3 separate regions of the Rattus norvegicus genome follow, and all the other regions are linked to region 3. The links are chromatin contacts, called in public Hi-C maps. All regions are on one chromosome and are shown on one strand. The core of a region is the stretch at or near the end of the contact, and the rest is flanking DNA. Distances in the headings are between cores, read along the strand shown.

Region 1 (3,725 bases), core at 1,214-3,713, 170 kb before region 3:
CTCCATCCTACATGTTCTTAAGGCGTGGTCTCTCTTCTCTCCTCTCCTCCACACTGTCCTTAAGCATGGCTAAGCTATCCCCCCTCTCTCTCTCCTTGTGGTCCCAATCTCCATAACCCTAAACCTACCTACCTCTCTCTCTCTCTCTCTCTCTCTCTCTCTCTCTCCCTCCCTCTCTCTCTCTCTCTCTCCCTCCCTCTCTCTCTCTCTCTCTCTCTCAAAGAAGAAGAAGAAGAAGAAGCTTTGAGAGAGCTATAGTCTCAATTCATCTTATATAAAACAGAGATGAAAATATCTAACTCAATATGTTGTTCATATTTCACACAGTATGAATCTTCTCCATCCTTAATCTAGAGACATATTTGATCTCTATTTCACATTGCTTGTAAAGGCTGAATAAATGTTTGTTAACTCCATCAGAACAGATCATAAAATGTACCTGTGGTCTATTTAGATGGATCCATTTTACTACACAGAGTGGTTTCTTCCAGCATGTGTCTTTGGAAATTAGCATTGTGTTTCCCCTTATTGGACACTCTTGAAGTTTGAACACACATAGGTATTAACTACAAAGTATCATTGAAAGCTTCCAAGAGTTACAGTGTTGAGCTGCGAGTTATCAGTAAGAAGTCTTGTAGCTACTGTCACACAGAACAAGCCAAACAGCATAAAGCATATTGATCTGGATTCCAGTTAGATACTTGCTATTCATTTATGTTCCTAATTCTTCCACAGCTCCTTCTACACAGGTTCAAATGCTCCCAGGATGGTTGTAGGAAAATAGTGAAACAAGTGATTCTGTCTTTGGGCTTTATAGTATTATGCCAGCTGCTAGTATTTTTTTAAGAATTTATTTAAAATGATAGGCAATGATGAAGTTATGAAAGTCATGTATATTACCCCAAACATGCAGAATCAGTGCCTTATACAGAAAATAATGCTAAACCCGGAAGAAAGGAAAGTTACAGTGATCATCTAATCCAACCGAGTAAAACTTTTGCAAGAACAACTTAAGAGTTTTTATCAAGAACTACATGAAACAATATTGTGAAATTTTTCCTAGAGCAATTACCTAAAGGACCTAAGTGGACTTTGGCCCCTTAGCAGGTAGGCTTATCACTGAGTTATAAAAGCTGTAGCTAAGATTTATCTGAGGCTTCCAGCTGCATGAGCTAAGAGCTAGGCATGCTTCATCTCACCTAATCCTCACTACAACCCCAGGAGGTGAAGAGCATCATTATCTCCATTTCATGGTTAAGGAAACAAGAGCTCAGAGTGGCTAAGCCGTATACTCACAATGCAACTCTAAGCAGCTGTCTTAATTTGTTTCATTCTGCTAAACGTGACTCTAAGGCAGTGGTTCTCAACCTTCCTAATGCTGTGACCCTCTAATACATTTCCTCATGCTGTGGTGACTCCCAACCATAAAGTTACTATGTTGCTACTTCATAACTGTAGTGTTTCTACTGTCATGAATCCTAATGTAAGACTCTGATATGCAGGCTGTCTCATATGGGAGCCCCAAGGGGGACACAACCCAGTGGTTAAGAACTGCTTCTCTAATGTCTTCTTTAATCAGGACGATTTGGTTCTCAGCACCATCATGCTGACCTTATACTCATGGAGACCTCACCAGAAGAGGAACAAAGTATCAAAGTACAGCCTTGATATCATCTGAAAGGAAGTTATCCTGACCAGACAAAGAACTCAGACTACTGTGAGCAAGGCAGACCTATCAGGAGCCCAGACAATAGGCTCTGACAAGAAGTTCGTGTATTTGTCAATCTGAAGAAAGCAAAGGGGGCGTGGCATCATGAACACGGAGAAGGTGTGCTGCCTTCAGACTCCAGCTAGGCCACGTCAACAGGGTAAACTTACATACCTGACATTGTTTGCTGAGAAGATGGTTATCAGCGAAATAGTCAACTATACCCAAAATTCTGCATTTCTGAAAATCTGACGGTTTCACTGAGGTTGATCTAAAGACAGTCTCCTACCTTCTGGATGGCATGGCACAGGGGCAGCAAGCTTCCTGTGTCTGATTTGCTGCTTAAAGGCACTGGGATGTTTAGGTATTTTCTGGAGTCCAGATGACAATTAGACATGATTGTGGTGGGAGAGCAAGGAAAGGAATGCATTTCACTCTGCATCCTGTATTGAACCTGACAGATCCCTTTTCTATTCCTGACCATGTAATAAGTGGATTGTAAGCCGGCCACCTCTAACCTCTTCAGGAACTGAAATCCTGTCCAAGCCTTGGGAAAACTGTCATGCTTAAGCTTCCTCCCCCTCTGCTACAAGTTTTATAGGCCTTCGAACGTGTTGCTTAAAGCGGCCCCCCCAGGAAATAAAGCTGTTAACTTCAACATTGCTCTCCGTGGTCGCTCATGTTACTGACCCACTGGGAATCTGCTCCTCCTCCCTGCTCTGCTGTGGCCCCCTGTCTCCTACTCTTTCCCACAAGTTCCCACAGTCACTGAATAAGGAAGGTCATCTGAATACATCTGTCCACTTCCCGGAATGTCATAGAAGAGTAACAGCTGTTGACCTGCTATCCTGTTTGTCCCAAAAGCAGCCTGGATGAACTCCAGCTAATATATACAATCTCTACTTCCTATGAAGAATGTAGGGCCAGGAGAGTGCTCTCCACACTTGCTTTGATTTTTAGCATAAATGCAACCTGCTTTTAAAAATCGAATCTTATTACTAATAATTAATGATTATACTTGTGGCTATAGTTTATTAAGCATTTGCTATGTAAGGCAAAGGCAAAACCATCTCAAAGATTTAAGACTTAATTTTTCTAGAAAAAGCAGTGTGTTTTTCTTCCTAAGTGATATCATGCTTAGTTATCTTTACACACACACACACACACACACACACACACACACACACACACGTCTTTATCAATCTCCCATAAGTACACAGGATGAAATTAAAATTGTGTGCTTTCTTCTAGAAATAGGAAGGAGAGGTACTTGGGAAGGAGAGAGGGAGCTGAGTGGTGACATGAGAGAATCCAGAAGCTATGGCAGGTAGATGAAGAATTTGGGTGCCAGCCTGGACTATATACAATCAGTTTGCAGCCAGCCTGAGCTATGCGATCTCAAAAAGAATGCACAAAAGGAAAAACAGGAAAAGACCACTAAGACCAGATAAATCTAGGATTTGTGTAAGAATGCACCTAGAACACCCACAACACCAACGCTACATATGGTGTCTTTTACATATTGCCTTGAGAAGAAGTCCAGACGACTTCAGTGCTCACAGAATGTAGCTCCCATGGCATCCCAGCCCACTCAGACTTGGAGTGCCTAGCACCGAGCTCATCGATCTGCCCAATCGCAGACTCTGGATGGAGACTGGGAATATGGGGAAACCTTATCCTCTCAGGGCTTGGCTCTGAGCTAATTTCTCCTGATATTGCTCACACTGTGACATTTACTCATGTTTGCTGGACCAAATTATTATCAGGCTCTTCTGGGGAAACCACAGTTGTGCAGCTCTAAACGGAACAAGTAAGACCGGAAGTGTATGTAAGTCACGTGAAGTCACCTTAGAAATGCATTCATTCACCCTATAGACTGGAAGATTAAGAGAATTCCCATATCCCCTCAAAAATGTCAGCCTTGAAGAAACGTGGAGGAAGAAGACCCTAATCTACCTGGAGAGGCACGTGTGAGCAGGGTCACATGATACAGAGAATACAGACCATAGTCAGGAGG
Region 2 (4,097 bases), core at 1,517-4,016, 150 kb before region 3:
CAGACATTCTTTTCCTAATTGCCACCCTATGGATTTTTAATACCATAGTTACACTGTATACCTGCCTAAGTAATTGTGCATATATCCATGCTTTATACATTAAAAAGTAATTTTACACACACACACACACACACACACACACACACACACACACACACCTCTTTTACCCCGGTGGGTAATTTCTGTTGAGAATGTATGATTCAGAGCACAGGAAGTACATCCTGCATGTGGCTATTAGGTGTAAATGATAAGTGCAGATGGAGTACTCCTTTGGGAAAGTGTCTGCTTTAATGGTTAAGTCCTTCTTTTGGTACTTCATTTCCTTTCTTTTATTTGATCCCTCTTACCTTGCTATCTTTACTGAAAGGGAGGAATGGGGGGGGAAGGGAGAAGAAAGGAAGGAAAAAAGTAAAAAGGAAAGAAAGGAAGGTAGGAAGGAAGGAAGGAAGGGGGAATGGAAGGAAAGGAGAAATGGAAGGAAAGGGGAATGTAAGGAGGGAGGAGAGAAGAGGGAAGGGAAGAGGAGAGGAGAGAGGAGAGGAGAGGGGAGCGGAGGGGAAGAGAGGAGAGGAGGGGAGAGAAGGGGAGAGGAGGGGAGAGGAGGGGAGAAGAGGGGAGAGGGGAGGGGAGAGGAGAGGGGAGGGGAGGGGGGAGGGGAGGGGAGAGGAGAGGGGAGAGGAGGGAGAGGGGAGGGGAGGGGAGGGGGGAGGGGAGGGGAGAGGGGAGGGGGGACCATGGCTTCTTATAACTCAAAATTCCAAAGGGCCCCAGGAAACACCAATGTAATAGTAGGGTATTGTTCTATTAGAAAGGTCAGCTTGCTCCCCCAGTGTTCATATCTAATACTGTGAAGTTACTTCGAGTTATTTTCTTGGCTCTATAAGCAGAAAAAATGCTATTCCGTGTATATTAACCAACATCCGGCAGTAATCTTCCTGACATTTGGAGAACAGAGAAAATTCCTGCTGCTCTTTTTTTCTAATTTGGCTTTTCCTTCTAAGCTTTCACTGTGCAGGGATAACTGTCCTCTGTTCAGGTGTTAGGAATATCAGGCTTCAAAAATAGTCACAAAAATAGGTTTGACATATCAGGACAACTTTTTGATAATATTTTGAAAAAATGGGTTTGATAATATCAGGACAACTAGAAGACGGATTTGGAGGGAATCTGAATGCTGGTTATGATTAACTGGTATTTATTTAGCCCCAAAAAATGTAGCTCTTGCTATTATCAATTGAGCGAGGCCAGAAAGCTAAAATATCTAAAAGGAGCATGTTGTGTGTCCCTCTCCCAATAGAGTATAAAACATTAATTATTATAGAACAACAAAAGGGAAGAATGATAGAAATATGAAATACAGTCTTATAGGCATCCAAAAATGCATCTAAACCTTTGATTTTCTTGCCATTCTCAGCTAAAATCTTTTATTTTGAGATTTGCACTTATATTGTTTCTTCTGGTAAAATTGGAATTCATGTATTTATAAGTTACTATATAAAATTCACAATGTATGCCCATAAGAACCAGAACTGTGTGGTGTCTGCTCACCGCAAACACAGGACTGAGCATATTAGGTGCCTTCTTATTTAGAAGAATTAAATAAATTCAATGGAAATATGTTTTGACATGACCCCCTGGGCTTGTGGAAGAAAGCAGGCTGAGCAAGCCATGAGGACCGACCCAGTAAGCAGCACCCTCCATGGCCTCTGCGTCAGCCCCTGCCTCCAGATTCCAGTTCTGTTTGAGTTCCTGCCTTTACTTCCTTTAATGATGTACTGTGATTTGAAACCATAAACCAAATAAAGCCTTTCCTGATCAACTTGCTTTTGGCCATAGTGTCTTATCATCACAGCAATAGGACCCTAGTAGAGACAAAGACAAAGTCAAGAGCTTTGTCCATCTAACCCTTTAAGTTCTTGATTTAAGCATCCTTGTGAAGTATCTACGCACACACACACACTACCACATTAGCACACTAGTTTAGGTAGCTAGCTGAGCCCTCCACTGACTAGGAAGCCTATGAGGGCCAGGAATATCTCTAGTCTCTTGTTTATTAGATCTCTAGAGACTGCAACTATTTTTCATGCATAGTAAGTGCTCAGGAAATAGTTGACGAAGGCCTCCTTTACAATATATTTATTTTTCTCTTTTTTAAAACCCTATTCATCTTATTCTTCCATTCAATTAATAAAAAATTATTTCTGTCCCTAAATAATATTATTTGCCTTCTCTTTCAAGATTTTTTTCCCTTAATTTCCCCAGGCAATTGAATTACCATTCTGTAACTTGGAATGAACTGTGTTTTGTGCATTTGTACCCAGGAAAGAATTTACCCCGAGGAGTGTATCTAAGGTTTTTTCCTTTACTCTTGTCAGGTGGCCACAGGGGCTGCTTTATTTGTAGGCTACCAGAATTGCTTCCCCATGGGGTTTCTCTTGCCTTCTGTATACACAGAATTCAAAGAATTTAGTCTGAAAAAGTAAGTTTCTTTTGGAGAGTAGTTTAAAATGAATGTTCTCAGGGGACTGGCAACAGGTCAGCATAGCTGTCTGTTCCCAAAATTAATTCTTACTCTCTGTTTTCACTTACAAGGGGAAGGGGGAGGAGAAGAATAAGGTCCTGGTTTAAAGTTTAAAGTGGTTCAGATGTTTAAAAATAGAAATGTAGGAAGGACCCTGAAAGAGTTCTAGTCCTAAGGCACCCAGAAGTCTCTAAAGTCGGTGACTCCTAAGTTGGGTGTCTCCTTGGGCCATCTGGCAGCCAGAGAGAGCTATTTTAAGCCATGGTAAGGCATGTTGGCAACCTCAAAAACCACACCCTTTGAAAGTGAACCTTGTCCACCAGCATGAGGCACGTCTGACAGGGGCAATGGGCAGGAAACAAGGGCTGTGCTATGGGCTTGCCAGTCCCACAGAAATGCTGTTGACTTCTTTAAAAGGCATGTGTCAGGACAAGTGCCTTATTCTTTTATTTACTAAATGCTCTGAAAACTGGAAAAGTCAATCAAATGTGGATGTTTCCAACATCCAGATGTGTCCTAGATTCAGCCTGGATGTGAGGGAGAGACTCAGATTGATTTAAATGTGGAGTGTTTTTTTTTCATAGTAGAAATAACTTTTCTGAATTATACAATCTTTCACATGACCCTCTGAAGGAAACAAAAAAACATAGTTACTGAGAAAGAATTATATTGGTTCTTACAAATATTCACTAAAAGTAGACATAGGACTGAATAGAAGAAGTTCAAAGTTTCTCTTACTAGCTTAAGGGTTCACACACATAGGGTGAGTTGGGTGTGAGTGTTTGTAATTCTGGCACTCAGTAGACTGAGGCAGGAGGATTGATGTAAGTCTGAGGGCCAGCCTGGACAGAATGATGTATTTAAGACTAGCCTAGGCTACAGGGAAAGACCCAATTTGAGGAAGAGAAACCATGAATAAAATGACTACCAAAAGAAAATATTTTCTTAAGTATTAGATATCTGTTTTCAGTTGCAGTTAGAATACATAAAATGCTATACTGTTATATCAATTATAACAACTAACAGAAATGGAATGCCTTGAAGTTTCCTGTTGGTTTTTATTCCAACTGAAAATAAGAATTACCCTTTCTTCCTTCCTTCCTTCTTCCTTCCTTCCTTCCTTCCTTTCTTCCTTTCTTCCTTTCTTCCTTTCTTCCTTTCTTCCTTTCTTCCTTCCTACCTTTCTTCCTTCCTTCCTTCCTTTCTTCCTTTCTTTCTTCCTTCCTTCCTTCCTTTCTTCCTTTCTTTCTTTCTTCCTTTCTTTCTTTCTCCCTTCCTTCCTCCCTCCTTCCTTCCTTCCTTTCTTCCTTCCTTCCTTCCTTCCTTTCTTCCTTCCTTTCATCCTTCCTTCCTTTCTTTCTTCCTTCCTTCCTTTCTTTCTTCCTTTCTTCCTTCCTTCCTTCCTTCCTTTCTTTCTTCCTTCCTTCCTTCCTTTTTTCCTTTCTTCCTTTCTTCCTTCCTTCCTTTCTTCCTTTCTTCCTTCCTTTCTTCCTTTCTTCCTTCCTTCCTTTTTTCCTTTCTTCCTTCCTTTCTTCCTTTCTTCCTTTCTTCCTTTCTTCCTTCCTTCCTTTCTTTC
Region 3 (4,308 bases), core at 1,103-3,602:
CTCTCCACAGCAATGGAAACCATAAGACACAAGTCAAAGAGTTTATTCTTTGTTATAAAGTTCAAGCTCCTTAGTGTAGAATATGAGCTCTCGATTAATTCGGTCCTCTCTACCATTCCCCACCTATCTGAACCTTCTCTGCGTCTGTCCTGAATTACTTGGGAGTAGACCTCTTGGGCATGGTAATACTACTGTTCACACACCTGCACAGACATTGCTGTCTTTCTCTAGAATGCCTGTGCCCTCCTCACTGGGTTAGCTCCTCCCTGTCATTAAACACGTAGTTAGTTTATCTCCCCACTGGATAGGCTTTCCTGACCTGTGAATAGACGAACTTTCTCATAGTGGCTTCCCTGCCTCCTTTATCCAGCAGTCTGTGATTTCTGGGGGCTGGAGGCATCAAGTCTCTCTTGTCTTCGCATTCTTACACATTAGCTGGAGCTCAATAGACTCTAATTAAGTGAATGGATTATTTCATGGTTTAATGGAACTGATGAGGACCTGTTTATTTTTCTCAGTGATGGAAAGTGACTGTTTTCTAAGATTCATCTTAACCAGCCCAAGCACTTCTTGGAAGAGTTGGCTGAGAGCTATCTAAAGAGCACTCTGGGGCCTATTTTGTAAGGAGGTTTCTATAAAAGTGAGACTCTTCCTTGTAATGTTAACGTTCAGCCTGGTAATAACATTTGACAACACGTTATTAGGTTTGAGCACCTAGGTATGTTCAATCTCAATAAACTTAGTCACAAGGGAAATGAAGGGGCTCCAGACATTTAAATGCATTGCTGATTCAAAATTTCAAAGCATTAGTCTTTAATACAAAGGTCTACAGAAGATACTGCACATGATATTCATTAAGAGAATATAGTGCGCTGAAAAAAATTACAGGTAATAAATGATGACTAAACTCAACAAGGAAGAGAGGTCACAGGAACGGGCCACTTCTACCATTTTTAGTTTACGAGATAATGTTATTTTACATGGTTATTGAAGTGCCTATAAATTTAAAATAGAAAAATGCATTTATTTCCTAAAGTATAAGCATCTCACATGTGAAACAGTCCAGTAATGGTATTGGACAGTTCTAAATACCAGTTTGAAGCAGATCGTGCAGCAGTTTGGGAAAGACTACTAAAAACTGAAACCACTTGGAAATCTTCAAGAATATCAGGAAGTCAAGTGCAATTAGTCAAACTGGGATTTGATCCTAGAATAGAGAAATGAATACTCATTCTTAGAAAGATCGCCAGAATTTTGGAAATACGTGATTTTGGGGGGGGGGTTAAAATTCAAATTACAGAAACGGTTAAAGAGAGGACAAGAAGACATGAGGGGAAATGCTGAAAATTCAATGCAGCCAATTCCAGACCATAGCTCAATTTCTTTAATGCTAACAAAGTACATAGCCAAGCAAAGGTAATTTAATACTACTTTGCCTTTCCTTTGATCAACTTTACATGAAGGTCATGAGAAGGACGTAAATCGAAAGAAATCTAAGTCTGCCTAAGTCAAACCTGCATTAAAATAAGCAGCATTTGAGTAATTGGGAGCTTGGCATCAAACTCAGTATTTTAAATGTAGTACTCGGGAAACACAGCACAGGGCTCAGGAGAGGGCTCAGGCTAACACCCTTGCTGAGAACAAATTCAGTAAAGGAGAACAGAACAGGGACACAGATGAACAGGCTTTGATGTGAAAAGGTAAAGATGAATGGAATAACGTCTGATTCCAAAGCTTCCCATACATTGAACGAAACTGCAGAGTTTAAGCTAAAATGGGATTTCCTAAGGCACTGCTCCCAGATTTCAACAATAGTCGGTGAGTGCCTAAGGTTAGCCCAGGGTTGGTTTTGGAGACTGAGGATGCCGAGCAGGCAAAGGCGCACATCCGAGACCGGCCTCCTCGTCCGCCCTCAGTCTTCCAAGACCCTCGGACCGAAGCAATTGGGCAGGCTTCCCGGGCAAGGCCACGGCGGGCGGGACCGCGGCGGGATTTTCCTCTCCTCTCATTCATTCTCTGATTCATTGGTTCCTGGAGGCGGCTCACAAGGACGCGCGCAGGAAAGGCAGGGCGCGGAGGACAGCCGCGGCTGGGTGCGGCCCGGCGCCTGAGGGGCGGCCGGTGGTGGGGGGGGGGGGGGGTGGCTGGCCAGGCCGCGAGGGGCGCGCGCGTGCGCGTGTGCAGGCGGCAAGAGAGGCGCGTGGCCGCCAGCGCCGGAAGTGAGCGGTGGCCGCGCCGAGGAGCGCGCGGCCGGGCGCGAGGCGGTCCGCCCCTGGGCCCCGCGGCCCTCAGCCCCGCCCTGTATGCCGGGGCCGGACGCGCGGGCTCTGTGATCCCCGCCGCCCGGCTCTGCGGCCGACCCGCCCAGTTCCCGCCGACGCCCGCTCTGTGGGTCGGTCAGTCAGTCACCGAGCGCGCGCCGCGGGAGCTGCGGTCGCTCTCAGCGTTCGGGAGAGGAGCGTCGCGCCTGGCGAGGCGGCAGCGGCGGCTGGAGGGCGCGAGCAGCTGCTGCCTAGCGCGGGGCTCCGGGAGGGCCGAGGGGCTGCCGCGGTGAGTGCTCCGACGCCTGGCCCTCGAGGTCCGGGAGACAGAGATCTGGGTGCTCCGAAGGCGCTGCCGTCTCCATTTTCCCAGTGCCCGGCGTGGCCCTCGGGACGAGTGCAGGCGGCTGCAGTCCGGGGCGGGGTCGTTGCCGGCCGGGCTTGGCGTTGGGCTGAGCCCGACCAGGCGGCCTGCGTTGGGTAGGGGTCGGCGGGGCCTGGGCTGCACCCCGCGCCCCTTGGGGCTGCACCGTGCAGACAATGAGACCTAGGTCCGCCTGGGGAGGTGCGGCAGGGCTGATACTCAGCACTAGGGCGCTGGTGGCCGGGGACCACGGGTGGAAAGGAACTGGCCCCCGATAGCCACAGAAACCGGTGGCTGGATGCGGGATTGTTCTAGCTTCCGTGCCCTGCCTGCCTTCATAGATGAGTTCACTGCAGAGATTTAGAAAGGCGGGGCGCTTTCTGTGTCTTCTAATTAAGCCGGCAAAGTAATTGCTCTAGTGCTTTTTAGCTCCATCTCATCTTTCCGCGTACATTCCCGCCGGAAATCCAAACTGCAATTCAGTGGAGGACGGCTGAGAGAGGGAAGGCTGCCTAATACTGTTGGTTAGGGTGCCTTCGTTTTAAGACGCCTGAAAGATAGCCTTTTCTTATTCAGACGTTGTCTTAGGATAGCCCCACTGTGTGAACTGGGAACTGCTGGATCCTTATGCTGGTATAAACATGTGCCTCAGAGTGAAATAGGGGCTTTGGGAAATGATATGAGTTGCATGTTTCCTGTGTGTTGTATTTCATACATTTTGTGGGAAGAAGAGTGTGGGGTGGGTGCTCCCTGCAGCATTTCTCATAGAGAAGTGGAGAGCCACCCCAGTAGGTAAAGTCCTCCCTAAGGAATTGTAAAGGTAGCAGGCTAAGGGTGAGGCATGATTCTAAATGGTGGTATTGTGTTCGTAAGAATATTGAAGTGAGCACACAGTCGCGGAAACCTACTCAGGTATAGTGGGAGACACTTCTACAACACTTGAGCAGTGAAAGCAGCGTTAGAACAGAGTAAACTAACATTCCATGCGCTAGAATAGACTAGCGACGTGATAGTGGACAAGCAAGCCATTAACTATGCAGTAGTTCCCTACGGGTAAGCAGCAGTGCGCCACCTGTTTACCTTTCTAGCCTGTTGTCAAGATTGAATAAGAAAAGGTATGCAAAATTGGTACCCTGTCGCCTGCACCATATGTGTTAAATTAAACTTCTTTTCCTACTGCTGGGGGCGGAGGGTCAGGTGTCTCAGGAGAGGGAGGGCCAGAAGTGAATGTTGGTAACAGTGCGTTGTTGAGGCTTGTGTAGCATAAGGCAGCAAGGAGAAGGTTGATTCTACATTAAGACGTCAGTGGGGAGAAATCTATGGAAGCTGCCAGTATAAAGTGGAGCCTTTTAAAAGGTTGAATAATACTTCTTTTAAAAACGTTTTATTAGTTATACATAATACAGGGTCTCATCTGATCTTTTCATACGTGTGCATCATGTATTTCAATTTCAACAGGATGAGCAGGATTTTAACAGTGTAGACTGGGAGAAGAAGCCATTTCACTTGTAGGTGGTAATTATCCTTTTAGAGCTGAGTTCAGGAGCCAGACATGGTGGATGCCTGTAGCTTGCACTCGGGAGGCTGAGGCAGGAAGATTGAAGTAAAGTCCAGGTCAACCTGGGTTACACAATGAGAGCCTATCTGAAAAGCCAACCACATAAAAAATAAAGTAAAATCCGA

Evidence for each region. A called contact is a pair of places that touch in the nucleus more often than the background predicts.
Region 1: a contact with region 3 is called in a Hi-C map of liver, with 2.3 times the contacts expected there. The contact joins the enhancer-like site here to the promoter of Raph1 in region 3. A contact is called at or near these places in 2 of 12 Hi-C or Micro-C datasets (frontal cortex and liver).
Region 2: a contact with region 3 is called in a Hi-C map of psoas muscle, with 1.9 times the contacts expected there. The contact joins the enhancer-like site here to the promoter of Raph1 in region 3. A contact is called at or near these places in 2 of 12 Hi-C or Micro-C datasets (frontal cortex and psoas muscle).

The regions. Positions count from the first base shown.
Region 1 is chr9:69,648,694-69,652,418 of GRCr8, reverse strand. No RefSeq gene overlaps it. Among named protein-coding and RNA genes, the nearest start is that of Cd28, 9.8 kb to the left of the region's middle. Within about 2 kb of position 2,463, at least 4 of the 93 cell types and tissues checked have an H3K27ac peak or open chromatin away from gene starts, as enhancers often do. A contact at or near this core is called in liver, where this site is marked.
Region 2 is chr9:69,629,445-69,633,541 of GRCr8, reverse strand. No RefSeq gene overlaps it. Among named protein-coding and RNA genes, the nearest start is that of Cd28, 29 kb to the left of the region's middle. Within about 2 kb of position 2,766, at least 14 of the 93 cell types and tissues checked have an H3K27ac peak or open chromatin away from gene starts, as enhancers often do.
Region 3 is chr9:69,482,063-69,486,370 of GRCr8, reverse strand. Raph1 (Ras association (RalGDS/AF-6) and pleckstrin homology domains 1) reads left to right here and starts at 2,352. Exons shown (of 14, transcript NM_001108798.2): 1 at 2,352-2,550. It also overlaps a transcript of Abi2 not described here.